Regions from separate parts of the Mus musculus genome. Here all the other regions are linked to region 2. A link is a contact called in public HiChIP or PLAC-seq and promoter capture Hi-C data. All regions are on one chromosome and are shown on one strand. Each heading gives the region's core, a stretch centred on a gene start, on an enhancer-like site or on the middle of the called end of the contact. The rest is flanking DNA. Distances are from core to core; before and after follow the strand shown. Region 1 overlaps Rnf144a (ring finger protein 144A). Region 2 holds the start of Klf11 (Kruppel-like factor 11). Region 3 holds the start of 4930480M12Rik (RIKEN cDNA 4930480M12 gene).

Region 1 (4,700 bases), core at 568-3,067, 1.7 Mb before region 2:
TTGGATGAGGTCTTTTAACTGATCTTTTTAGGCAAATCATGTTTAACATGATTTTTTGATATGATTGCCTAGGAGCTCTAATACCAATGGATAGCTATTTTCAATTCATTGATTTCTTTTCCTTTTTGATTTTCCTGTTTGTATATTTATGGTATTAGCAGGTTTTGATTAGCCAATTGATCATACCTTATCAAACTAAATGAAGCTGGCATCTTAGGTCTCTACCCTAATGTGCCATTCCTGTCCCCAGCAGTGCCGAGTCACAGTGTCCTGCAGTCCCTGTCTGTGAAGGTGGCAAGAACTTAAGTCACACAAGGCTCAGAGAGATACCTTGTGAGGTTGGGCTATTTTAAAGACAGGGTTTTGAGAATTGACCTTTTAGACTGTAAGAGACCCTAGAGATGCCCCCGTTCTTCTGGTTTTGAGCCTAACATTGTTGCATCAGAATAGCTCTTGCACCTTTACATCGGTGAGATGTTTAAAAGGTTTTATTCACTCATTACTCTTTGCTCTGTTAAGTGGGCAGTAATTATCTCTGTACTCGTTATGTGGATAGTTTCATCTTCGGTCATCTGTGGGATTGGCTATATAACTGATTTAGAGCCATTAGACAAGCAGAGAGCCTGGGAGAAATGTGATTCATGGCCTTTATGGGACTGGCCCACCAACTCTATCAGTTCAATTGTAGTTTTTAAACAAGAACTTAAAAGGTCAGATTATGATCGTAGGAACGTTCCAAAGATGCAAGACCATTGGTGCATGCCAGAAACGACTGATGGCCTATGTGAGAGATCTGAGGGAGTATATTTTAAACTAAAGGACATTTATTTATGTATCCATTTATCGGATGTGCGTGTATGTGTGTGAGATTGGAATCAAACCCAGTTCATCAGGCTTCTGGGCAGATAGCTTTTACCAGCTGTGCCCTCTCACTGGCCCTGAGATCTGGTTTTGATGGTGGCATAATGATATGGTCCTGTGAAATAACTTGCCACATTAACGCGAAAACTTTAAAACACCCAGTCTTACATTATGTGTGTACCACGAATAGAATACATTATAAATGCACAAGCCAGACAGTACAGGATCTCGCGGTATCGGGTGCTTCTCCTTCCTGCCCAGGCCTTCAGTCTTTGGATACAGAACCATCAACTCCTTCATTGGAATCTTCTCCTTGTTAGAGTCCCCATCTCTCCCAGCACACATATGTTTTGAATAAAATCATAATACATCTTGCTCTTTGGAGAAATTTTTCCTTGCTCAGCACATACAAACCCACCTCATTCCCTTTTAAGATGTGTCGCCAAGGGAACTGTTCTCTGTGTTTTTTAAAGTCACAATGTGTTTTATTGTCGTACGACTCTAAGTAAATTAGTTTTTCTAATGTAACGTCCCGACAGCAACAAGATTCTTATTTTGGGCCTGCGTCTGCATCCAGTTGGGTAAATCAATTGGTTCTTTGTAAGCGGCTTGAAGCTTGAGACTCAGTTTCGTTTTTATGAGTGATTTCTTTCAATTGGCAAGGATGGCAGGCTAACCAGAGAGAGGCCTTTCATCTCAGCAAGAGAATTAAAAAAAAATTAATTGATATCCAATGAGCCAATGCGTGTGCTTCGTGCCTGCCTTGAGAAATGCTTCAGTTGCCTAATTTACCGCAGAGAAGGAAAATGTTAAATAGGTCCCTTCAAGACAACAGGAAAGGGATTGCTGAGGAGCGCTGGGTGGCTTCTCCATGGACAAGACTCTCAGTATAGCATGCATACAAACAGAGAGGTGCTTTATTGAAGCCAGACAAGACCCCCATTCATACTCAACTCCAGCAGCTCACACGTGTGGAAACCTCTGCTCTCAGCCACTGTGAGAACCTCCCTGCCTGCCACTGCTCTGGGCTTTGGAATCCAGACTTTCAGGACCAATGGCACGGAGGAGAAGACAGTCCTGGGACTGTTTGGGGAATGGGAAGATCTGGGGAGAAGCAGCCAGGTCCCTTTGGGTCCCTTTTGTTGTGTGCCTGTGCAACGAGACATGGGTCTTTCTTCTTACACTTGCTTTGTAGTGATAGCCAGAAACAGGTGAGCAGAGGCTTAATGTCAATATACCATGTGTGTGTGTGGGGGGGGGGCAGTAAAAAGGAGAGAAAGAAAGCCCTGTTTGTGGAGCCAAGAGTACAGGGAATTAGGCCCTTCCTGTGGGGTTTTAAATCATAGTTTGTGGTATGTTATACATGGCGTATGTGACCCTTTTCAGAGAAAAAAAGTAAGTAGTGGCTGAAGTTTACCGTGCCAGGGATTGTTAACCTCTGAAAATCTAAGGCTGTACAGAATTCTCAAGAGGAGCAAAGGGAAAATGTCTTCATTTTTCTCTGGTGTCCTCTAGAAGAACTGTGTCTTCAGTCCTGCTCACGAGTGGAATGCTATTATACAAATGTTTGGCACGTTGTCTTTATTCCCAGGTGTGTCTTAGACAGCGTTCCATCCCAGCAGATGAAGGGCCATCGCTTTGTCTCTCATGAGGATGGCGTCATGTTATTGATTCAGCTTGCTATCCTCAGTTCTATCTTCTAGTGTTTATTCCTGCAATGGCTCCCAAAGCTGATATATCGCCGGTCAGTGTTGATCCTCCTGTGTGAGGGCTCCCCGGTGTTGCCCCATCCCCTGACTTCCTAAAGGACACTGGGCATAGCTTTAGCCTCACTGATTGCTATTGGTACCCTGTGCTTTGTGTCTCTGTGAGTTGGCATTAGATAGTGAGGCATCCCTGCAGACTTCTGTTGTCCTTTCCTCTGATTAGTTCTTGTCTGTCTCCCGATGATATCACAGACACATAGAGTTGTTCTGTCTGCCCCAGAGCAGCTTAGGGACCTCAGGCTTGCCACCTGCCTTCATCCTCTCAGGTGCTTTGCCACTCACAGTCCAGGTGCTCCACTGATCAAAATGAAAACCTGAAAGCATCTTTGGCCTTTTCTCCTCTCTTTCCTTTCCCTCCTCCTCCTTTCTCCTTCTCCTCCCCTCTTCTTTCTGACTCTCTTTTCAAAGATACAAGGTCCTTCTTCGTTTCCTTCCCTCCCCTCTCCTCTCCCTTCGATTCCCCTCCTTTATCCTTTAACTTCCCCCTTCTCTCCCTCCTCTCTCCTCTTTCCTTTCTCCCCTTCTCTCCCCTACTCAAGATCCTTTCTCTTCCCTTCTCTTCCTTCCCTACCGCATCTCCCCCGATCTCCTCTCCCCCTTTTCCTCTGCAGTCTGTTGCTCCTGAAACTCACTTCACAACACATCAGTCTCCTCTCACCACAGCTGCTAGGACTCCCCTGAGTCTCCCACACCCACCTTGCTGAGCTGGTTCCTTCTCAGCCTTCTCTACGCCCTGCTTCCATTTCAGTCAGTCTGCTACCATCCCTCAGAGATCATGAGAGACCTCTCTAAGTAACAGCACCTCCCCCACAATTCGAGGCTTTACTTTAGTGTATCACTTGTGACTCACAAGTGTGCATACGCATGGGTGTGCATGTATATGTGGGCAGATAGGTATACACAGACACTGAGACTGCAAAGGTCTAGCAGGTCTGTTTTATAGTCACACAGGGCAGCAGATTGTCATCTACAAAGTTTATACTTGTGCAATTTAAATGGGAAAAATTAATAAAATCTAGAAAGAAAAATCTCATAGTACTTGTAGTAAGTGTGGTTTTGTGTTGCGCAGCTATGGCTGTCCTGTGGCACACACAGCTTTGGAGCTCTGAGTTGGATATGCTGGGAAGGAGGCCAAGTGATGCTCCCACTTTGCATTCTCTTCACAAACCCGGTTATTTTAGTGGTTCCCATTATTTAATAAGCCATGATCACATATGTCCCCCTTTAGATAGAGATGTGCGTACACTGATGATAGGGGTCAGTGAGATCATTCCTTTATATTTTCTGCATAAGCTTGGCTTTTGGGGTTGATTTATCTTTTGTGGCGGTATCCGTGTTCATATGAAGGAGTGAATTAGATAATATTGGGATTGCCTGATAGGAAATGAGACATCTTACCTAATTCTTCATTATATTTGCTTCTTGGGACACACAAATGAATTTTGTTACTTATTAGAAGAGTCATGGGTCAACATGGGGTTCCATTTTGTGCAGGATTCTTAAGAGCAAGGACTTCTTGCCCATCTCTGCTCCAGGCACACCTACCTGTATCAGCAGAAGTCCAAGTGTAGGTGGGGAATGGAAGATGAAGTTAACAAATGCATTGTTGGTATCTGCAGAAGAGACATGGAAACATGGCAGGGCTCACTGGGACACAGACGGAGAGGGCTGAGCAGCCACAGGCTGTGCTGTCTTATCTCAGGCTCATACTGAGACGAGTGGTGCTGTTCACCCTGGAGTCACAGTCCTTGCCTGGGGACTATCTGGGAGAATATGCAAGACAGATAGCCAAGTACCTACACTTAAAAGTATCAAAATTTATCATTCTTCATGCATGCTAAATCAGTAAGCAAATGAGAAATAAAACACTTTTACCACCATTAATAGCATCTACTGACAACTTATCTTTAAAACTGCAAATGAGGGGCTGGAGCGATGGTGCAGTAGTTAGAAGTGACTACTGCTTTTGTGGAGGATCATAGTTTTGTTCTCAGCACCAACATTGGGCGGCTCACAACTGCCTGTAACTGTAACTATGGGGAAATTTAATAACCGACTGTAGTCTCCATAGGC
Region 2 (4,209 bases), core at 1,429-3,928:
TTTCTGCAACCACCTACAGGCTTTGTCCCTGAGCACCTGTCAGCAAGTTATGACCTACCACTGAACAGAAAGCACATTTAAGAGAGGAATTTTCACACTTTGGCATCCACATAAAAGGAGTACAGGCAACCTCTTGGCCAGCATCATTTGTTAATCTCCGTCCAAGTTCTCCAGCGCATTTTACCTATGCTATTCTAGGCAGTTCACAAAAATGCTTCTCTCCCCCACCTCCTCTTACCAGAGTTGAAAAAGAATGGAAGTCCTTTGGTAGATCAGGTGCAGCTGTGTCCATAAGCACAGCAGTGGTGACGTCACCAGAGTCAGAGACAGGCGTGAGGGGTCTCATCTGGGACCTCTGACCCCAAGAGCTCATGCAGACAAGAGCTTCCACAGCTTCGATGTCCGTCTGCTCCAGGACGCTGCATGTGGACCTTTCGCTGTCATGCCGCTTCCTCTCCAGGATCGACTCACAAATGTCCATGATGTCAGCCTAAAGGCAGCACAACACAGTGGCTCCTTAGTTCAGGAGAATAAAGGGACGATAACCCTGACAGGTATGTGGGTCTACCATAGACATGTGCAGCACCCTTAACAAAGCAATGGTCTCTGTCTTGGAATAAAAAGACCCAAACGGGACTCTCAACACAACTTTGTTTTCAAGCTCTGAAGACTGGGCTTGGTTGAGAAACAGTTTCCACAAAAAACAAAACAAAAACAAAAACAAAAAAACCAACAAAAACAAAATAAAACAAACAAACAAAAACCCGCCCCCGATTCTTAAAAAGGTTCCAAGGCGGGGCTATTGCTCAATAGTTTAATGCCTGACTACCTCACGTGTGCACCTGAATTCAATCCCCACAGCTATAAAATAAACAAAACAGGTTACTAACTTCTTCTCTTGGCTAAATGATGAAGATTAACTCTAGAGGTAAACACCAGAATGGCTAGCAGGAAGGTGTTGTAGGAAAGGGAAACAGGCAAAGCAGCAGATGAAACCAAGCAGCCAGTTAGCTGGTGGGTGAGATCATCTAGCGCAGGACCAGAGTGGTGTCCCTAAGAAAGGAAACACTACCCCAAGCTTAATTTCCCAGTGGCTGGACCTAGGTTCCATGCTAGCACAGTCCTCCGTGACTGCCTGCTTCCTCAGCAGACTCAGAAACATTAAATCACTTGTTATGAGAACTAGGGAGGAGGTCAGGTGAGAGGAACAGCATGAGAAAGCTCAACCATAGTCCAGGAAAGGTGTCTCCTCCTGTATACCATGTCACCTTTACATGCAGGAGTGGGGAGGAAGGGACTGGAACCTAGCCTGTCCAAAAGAGAAACTTAAGCCTACAGACACATATTTCCATACATATTTTCTGAGCTTCAAAACTTCCTGTCTGTCCAGATTCCCCTTCACTGAACAGGCAAAGATATGACCATAGGGGCCAGACAACCTCCTGGAAGGGTATTTTGATTATGAGCCTTCAAGTGGAATCAATGTCCAGCCCCATACTAGGAAAGAATGCGAACGTAGGTTCCCTTGAGTCCATGTAATACTGTGTTCTCACCAGGAACCTGCTCCGCACCACTTCTCTGGCCCCCTACATTTCTATCAGGTTCTGTTGCTCCACACCCTACACCTTCTGACAGAGGTCCCTGCCATGACTTCACTCAGTCCCTGGGCCCAAGCCTGCAAAGTCCCATTTTACCACACCCCTTCTCACTTAGACTCCACCCTTCGCCCAGCTCTACCCTTACCAGCCCATTAAGCTTGGCTGACACACCTCTTCGAACCACACTCTTGCACACTCGCCTATCAAGACACACTATTGCCTTGCTCCTCATTCCGTCGTAACCCCATCCAGGCACTCTGGCCACACCCTCCTGAGATACCTTTACTTTGGCTCCACCCACAGCCCCTCCCACTGCACTCCTACCAGATGCTCTCACCACACTCCCTCCCTTCGGCTTAGCCTTTGCCCCGCCCCTAGATAAACTCTCACTATGCACTCTTACATCGGCCCCGCCCCACAGTCCTACCAGAGGTTCTCACCAAGCTCTCTAGCTTCGGTTCCGCCCTCTTACACTACTACCAGGTGCTTTCACCATGTCCTTCGCCTTGGTCCCATCTAGTTCCCCCAATATCTCCTCCAAGCACGCTTGCCCACGCCCTAGCTTTGGCCACGCCCCCATGCTGCGCCCCAGCTTTGACTCCGCCCCCAAGTTCCCGCCAGCCGCGCCCACATCCAACAGCGGTCCTCCTCTGGATTCGGGTGACGTCATGGCTGGAAATAGCCGCGCCGGGCGGGGCCGCAGCGGACCAGAGACAAAGCTGAAGGCAGGCTGCCGCGCTAACACACCCCCCTCCCCACCCTGACCCGGCCGAGCCTCCGGGTCCCTGTCCGGACCAGAGCAAATCCGCAGCCCCCACCGCAGCGAGAAGTCGCCATCCCTCCCGCGTCCCCCGTCTCGTCCCGCGCTCAGCCCCGTCACTTACCGCGCGCCCGTCGCCGGGGCCGGTGGAGCCCGGCGAGTGCATGGTGCCGTATGGCCTGCAGGCAGCAATGCTGCGAGGCAGGAGCCCTGCGTGCGGCGGAGGCTGCACGTGTGCGGCGGGCGGCGGTGTCCCGAGCGTCTGTTCCCGGCGCGCACCTCCGCCTTCCTTGCCGCGCGGCTCTGCCTCCGCGCGGCCCGGGAGGCGCGGGAGGGGCGGGGCGCCACGGAGGGAGCGGCCCTGGGCGGGGCGCGCGGGCAAACCAAAATACACCGCTCCCTGCTGGGGGCATGGCCTCTGCCGCCAGCCAATCAGCGCCAGGCCGGCAAGAAGCGGGCCAATGGGCGCCGCGGGGGGGCGCGTGATCGGAGCCTGGCTGCGGCGTGATCCGGCGGGGCGGGCGGCGGCACGTGTTTTGGTCCGGGCTAGAGGCGGGGCGTGAGGCCTGGAAAGTAGGGGAAAGGTCCCGGCGGCGGCGCGGCGGCAGTCGACCGCAGTAAGGTCCTCTTCTGCCGCAGGGGCTGCTCGCAGAGGTCGCGCGCTGGCCCCACGCCGTGGACGGATCTGGTAGGCGGGACCCACAGGGACGGCCTCACCCTGTCTCTAATTTCTTTTAAGCTGTCGTTGGCTCTTAGGACCGCATCTCTGCCCAGGAAGAGGCTTGAAAGCTGCTTGGGTTTAGGGACGACATCCGCTTTTTCCTGCATGGCGCCAGATCAAATGCTCTTCCTACTCTAATCTGCCTTCTGCTACAAAAGAACTACAGCCGTGTAGTCAGCCACTCGACATGTACCTAATGAAGCCTGCGCATCCTCCCCAGTGGCCATACAAAGGACACCCACTTGGGGTGTCCTCAGGCCTACGTGAGACCTGACCCAAATCCTGAGTATCCGTTTTTTCCCCTTGGGCCTTTAGGTGCGGTTATTCATGTACACTCATCACAAGTCTTGGAGAGCAGAGGTCAATGCATGCAGTATGTCGTGCCCACCTCCAACCTACAGTGCAGCAATAGGGCACCCCTCTACTAACCCCCTGATGCCTCACTGCAGAGCCTTGAAACTAGTGGAGGTCTGGGAGAATCATTGCTGATATGAGCAGACAGGAGCTGGACATTATGCTGCCTATTTTTATCAGACAGGTGAGCAGGCAGAGAGGCAGGCAGGCAGAGAGCCCTGTCCTTAAGCTGGTAAGGCCTAAGGGTTATAGTTGCAACCCTGATTCCTCAGTTTCACACTGGCTTGACAATGGAATTAAGTGAACCAAAGAAAGGGAGTTTGTTGAAAGTAACAGTAGGAGTGTTTAAAGGTGAATTCACATGTCTAACTACTGGGGCATTTAACACACATGGAGTTAGTCTTCTACTTGGGCCTGTTTAAATTGTTTTTGCTTCATTCCCACACTGAATTTCTGACTCCCCGTGTTCACCCTTACCTATAATGCCTCCGCCCCATCCAACGTCCCTACTGTCTCCTGTTCTCTCCACACGTGGTTTTATGGCGTATGTGTTGGAGAATAATCTCCAGAGTAATATGTTAATAGTATTTGGAGAGGGAGCCTTTGGAGGGTGATTGGGATTAAGGAAGGGTTATGGGGTCTTAAAATTAGAGAGACCAGCTAGTTTGCTCACTCTACCTGACCACGTGACACTCTTGTGTCATAATCCAGCAGGAAGACCCCCTTCACACATACACACACACATATACACACACACATACACACACACACACACA
Region 3 (4,224 bases), core at 817-3,316, 1.6 Mb before region 2:
ATTACTTTGTTGACCAAATCATAATAACCCACCATGGGAGCAAGCAAAGTGAGTCACTAGGCCAAAGGGTTACTTAGTCACTATACAAACCAACCAATGGCTGAAAGGGTTACTTGCTACACCAATGAGAACCTTGTTGCTCAAATCTACCCCTTACAAAGGTATAAAAAGTGTTCTTTCTTTGTTTTGGGTTTCTCCTCTGGCCTGTGTGCTGGGAGGGGAGTCCCCAACATGTTGGATCAATAAAAATCCTCATGCGTTTTGCAGCAATGGCGGTGGTCTCTGTGGTCTTTCTGAGTAAGGGTCTTTTGATGAACTCTAACAAAGTCACAAATCAGGCTGTCCACTAGAATTCAAATCAGATTTTATATTTCAGGGGTTTATAAAAAACCAAAAGAGCAAACAACAAACAGACAGACAAAAAAAAAAAAAAAAAAAAAAAAAAAAAAAAAAAACTCCAAAAAACAAAAAAACCCTCCAGAAGACATAGAAAGAGGTAGCTAGCCAGTTTTCACCACTAACTCGCTTTCAGGGACCTGGGGCCATTTGATGACAGGTTTGCTTTGCTCCTCTATCCTGTGGGTAGACTGCACCCACTGTCTTCATTTCCTGGGCTGTAGTGCTCCCATCCATAAATCAGGGAAACTGGAGATCAGTAATGAAGGGGGTCAGCCAGTTTCACTATTAAATTCCTCAAAGCTGTGGAAGCTGGCCCTGGTGTCTAATCTCACTCCCAGTGTATTGTAATGTCATAGTAACCCAGGTGCAGTCCCCAGGATTTCATCAGAGAGGGCACAGACAATGCCCAGGCTATGAGGCTAGGAATCAGTCCAACAGGTGTTTATTTGTTTGTTATTGTTGAAATTCAGAATCTGAATTACAGTTCCATTAAAAGGGGGACCAAAAAAAAATCTGCCTCTTTCTAGATAGAACCAATCAGTTAAGGGAACAAGAATGAAATATCCTGGAATATGACATATAGTACTGCTGATACTGGATCCTAGGCTTCCGGATTGGGAAGGAAAAAGGACAAGTTTTATCAGGAGATGAGAGCCCTTTGGGAAGGAGCCCAGTAGCTCCTAACTCTCCCTGACTCCCCAGCTGACAACAGTGAAACACTGATTAAGAGGCTGCTGTTTTTTTCCCAATGGTAGCAGCAATCGTTCCCTGGAAGCCAGCTCTCTTGATTAATGTATAAAGGAGATGCGAAAACATACACTCTGCTTTTCTGATACTAAATATACACACCTTTAATCTCTGTTCTCCAGCCTATGCAAGAGCTCACCAGAGAAGAAAATCAAATAGCATACTGTATACAGAAGCTCTCTCCCCCCAAATGCCTGGTTCCTGATTAGAGCAAGAAGAAAGAATAGGATGCCACAGGGAAAGGCACACATCCAAACTATGGAGAGATATCATATTCCTTCTCTCAAGGAAGTGAGGAGCATCTATATGTTTTAATTAAAATATGAAATGCATTTAAGTAAATCTCACTAAGCTCTGAGTCAGCACCTTTAGAAATCATTTTCTCTTTGTTGCAGCCAAATGCAAAGTGATTGATCCGACTGCGAAGTGTAGGGTTTGTGGGACTGTATCAATCCGCCATTTGGAGACTCCGCGCCAACAGTTGTATTTGGTAAGGCGAGTACTAGAGGGAACTCGTAGAAAACTAAAATGCTTGTCAACAGATGAGACACAAATGTACGATCCAAAGCTGTTTCTGGAACGAGCCATTTGGGGAACTGCCACACAGCTTGAGAGATCTGAAAGAAAATGCAGGCTCCACGTGACAACTTTAAATAAAACATAAAGGCCTTTGCTCACAGGGTGGGGGGTCTTACTCTTGCTGATCTACTAGTTTTCCCTGAAAATTGTATTAGCTTGGAAAGTAAACACAATTACTCTGTGAATGCAAATTATGCTTCTAACTAATTACTGATCGAATCCAGCAAAGGACAGCCACATTTTTGTCTTTTGAAATATAATATAAGAAACATTTGTAGTGTGGAGGCTTACCTTGTCCGTCCGAGGAAATTAATTTTCTTTCCTTACCCAGAAAGATTGGTAATTAGCTGGGAGTGTGATGTTCCCTTGTTGCTATGACTACAGCAAGACTTCATAAGGCCCCAGGACTGAGAAAGAGCAAAGGTGACAGAGCCCTTGAGGGAGAGATACTTCCTTGCGGAGCAAGTACAGCCAGCTACCCACCCCATCACACAAGAAGAAGAGGAGCTGGGTTAAGCCTACGGTGCTAATTTACAAAGTATTTTAAAATCAAAGATTGTCCGCACAACATTGTTAACTTTATCTTCTTTTTTCCCCCTCCTTTTTCTTCCTCTGTTTTAAACCCAGGTGTTCTAGGTAATTTGATATTGCTATTGCCTCCAGGGATTTTGTTTGTTTGCTAGTTTTAATCCAAGGAAGTAAAAGAGGCCTCTCAGAGCCACAAGGTTGAAGGTCAAAGATCCCTGGGGTCTGCTGAGCCTAAAAACCCTCCCATGTGGACATTTTCTTAGGTAGAGGAGGCTGCCCATGCTGGAATTTGAGTTTGAGAGCAAGCTTAAACCCCAGAAGCTTCACAATCTTAAACAAGACTGATTCCCCATCATCCTAGTCTTACTTTCCCTGTTGCTTTCTTAACGTTTGATATGAATCTAGGATTCTGTAGGATAGACTTGGACCACCAACACACTTGTTTTTCTGTTTTAAATATGTCACGTTATGAGTCTGTTGTCCTGTTCCCAGCATCCCCCACGTGCTGAGGCAGGTGCTGGCATGAAGCGAGTGAGTGTGAGCCTTTAGGGAATTCACGTGGAAGGGAAGGAGAAGGGTGCACTTACAGGAATAGCATTGGTGCTTAGGGTAGGAAATGAAGGAACGGAGACAAACCTTGACCAATTCGGAGCTACCAAAGTGGAGGACATGGTGAGGTAGGCATGCAGTGATCACAGATAGCAGATGAGCCTCATGGTCTCTTTTCCTCTAAGAATCATACAAGGAGTTTTGAGCATTTCCTTGTGAGGGATCCTATCATTGTCACAGTATAAGTAAATCACATGCAAAGCTACATACTTTTGTCTCATGCATTACAGAAAAAAAGGAAAGCCAAAATTCAGCTCTGGAAGTCTAAGAATGTATGGCTATATTTCTAAAATGTAGCCCATCATACAAAGAAAACAAAAAGACAGACACTCAGTGACGACTTCCTCCTCCTCCTCCTCCTCCTCCTCCTCCTCCCTCCCTCCCTCCCTCCCTCCCTCCCTCCCTCTCCCTCCTTCTCTCTCTTTCTCTCTCCTACCCCTCTCCCCCGTGTGTGTATGGGTGTAGTGGGTGGGTATACACAACTGTACATGTATGTGTAGAAGCCAGTGTGAGATGTATTCTCCATCATGGTAGTAGGTGGGTGTGCACATCTGTGCATGCATGTGTTGAAGCCAGCAGTCAGTATGAGATGTCTTCTTTTGGTACCTTCTCCTGTCTAGAACCGTAAGCCAAAATAAACTCTTGCTCCCATAATTCACTTCTAGTTGTGGCATTTTATCTCAGCAACAGAGAAGTAGCTGAGACATTAAGGTAACAATGTAGTGGCAGAGCTTGTGCTTAGCATTGGAAGGTTCTGATTTCAATCTCTAGTGTATCCTCTCCCCACAGAGAACATCATTACCCATCAACACAACAGAAACCTTTATATCCCTTAAAAATGGTGAGTACATTTTATATTTCTTCTTTGGAACAAATTTTATACTATAAAAAATTAAGAAGTATGTTTATATAGTGTTCTATTATTTATCTTTAAAAAATGAGTGTGAGCCTTAATAAGTTAAAATAGTTGTCATGGATGCTTGATGGCTTGGGTTTAATTCATGAAACCCATAAGGTGAGAGGAAAAGCATCCCTCAAACTCTACACTTTTGCCTAGGCAAGTACAACCATACAGACATGGACACAGACACAGACACAGACACAGACACAGACACAGACACAGACACAGACACAGACATAGATGCACATGCACGCACACACAGAGAGGGAGAGGGAGAGGGAGAGGGAGAGGGAGAGGGAGAGGGAGAGGGAGAAAGAGGGAGAGGGAGAAAGAGGGAGAGGGAGAGCAGAGTTGATTAATTGAAAACAAATAAAAGCTTAATGTATTCATTTAAAGATTAATATATACATACTTGTACATAAATATGGTGCTTCTGGGAGAGTACATAAGAAACTGGTGAG

What was found. Promoter capture Hi-C pulls out the DNA fragments that hold promoters and counts their contacts. HiChIP or PLAC-seq counts read pairs in DNA pulled down with a chosen protein or histone mark.
Region 1: an H3K27ac HiChIP or PLAC-seq map of large pre-B cells shows a contact between it and region 2, with 6 times the contacts expected there. The contact joins the enhancer-like site here to the promoter of Klf11 in region 2. A contact is called at or near these places in 3 of 39 promoter capture datasets (frontonasal cranial neural crest, maxillary cranial neural crest and pre-B cells), 2 of 484 Hi-C or Micro-C datasets (CD4 T cells and LSK cells) and 1 of 115 datasets of contacts at active chromatin or transcription factors (large pre-B cells).
Region 3: a promoter capture Hi-C map of hippocampal neurons shows a contact between it and region 2, with 8 times the contacts expected there. The contact joins the promoter of 4930480M12Rik here to the promoter of Klf11 in region 2. A contact is called at or near these places in 3 of 39 promoter capture datasets (cranial neural crest, hippocampal neurons and maxillary cranial neural crest).

Annotation. Positions count from the first base shown.
Region 1 is chr12:26,392,163-26,396,862 of GRCm38.p6, reverse strand. The region is part of intron 2 of Rnf144a (ring finger protein 144A); the gene reads left to right. Among named protein-coding and RNA genes, the nearest start is that of Mir6538, 20 kb to the left of the region's middle. Within about 2 kb of position 1,817, at least 52 of the 459 cell types and tissues checked have an H3K27ac peak or open chromatin away from gene starts, as enhancers often do.
Region 2 is chr12:24,649,840-24,654,048 of GRCm38.p6, reverse strand. It overlaps Klf11 (Kruppel-like factor 11), which reads right to left and starts at 2,678. Exons shown (of 4, transcript NM_178357.3): 1 at 2,483-2,678; 2 at 239-490. The coding sequence starts at 2,524.
Region 3 is chr12:26,209,109-26,213,332 of GRCm38.p6, reverse strand. 4930480M12Rik (RIKEN cDNA 4930480M12 gene) reads right to left here and starts at 2,066. Exons shown (of 3, transcript NR_046278.1): 1 at 2,017-2,066. Gm29687 (predicted gene, 29687) reads left to right here and starts at 2,828. Exons shown (of 5, transcript NR_131149.1): 1 at 2,828-2,930; 2 at 3,652-3,703.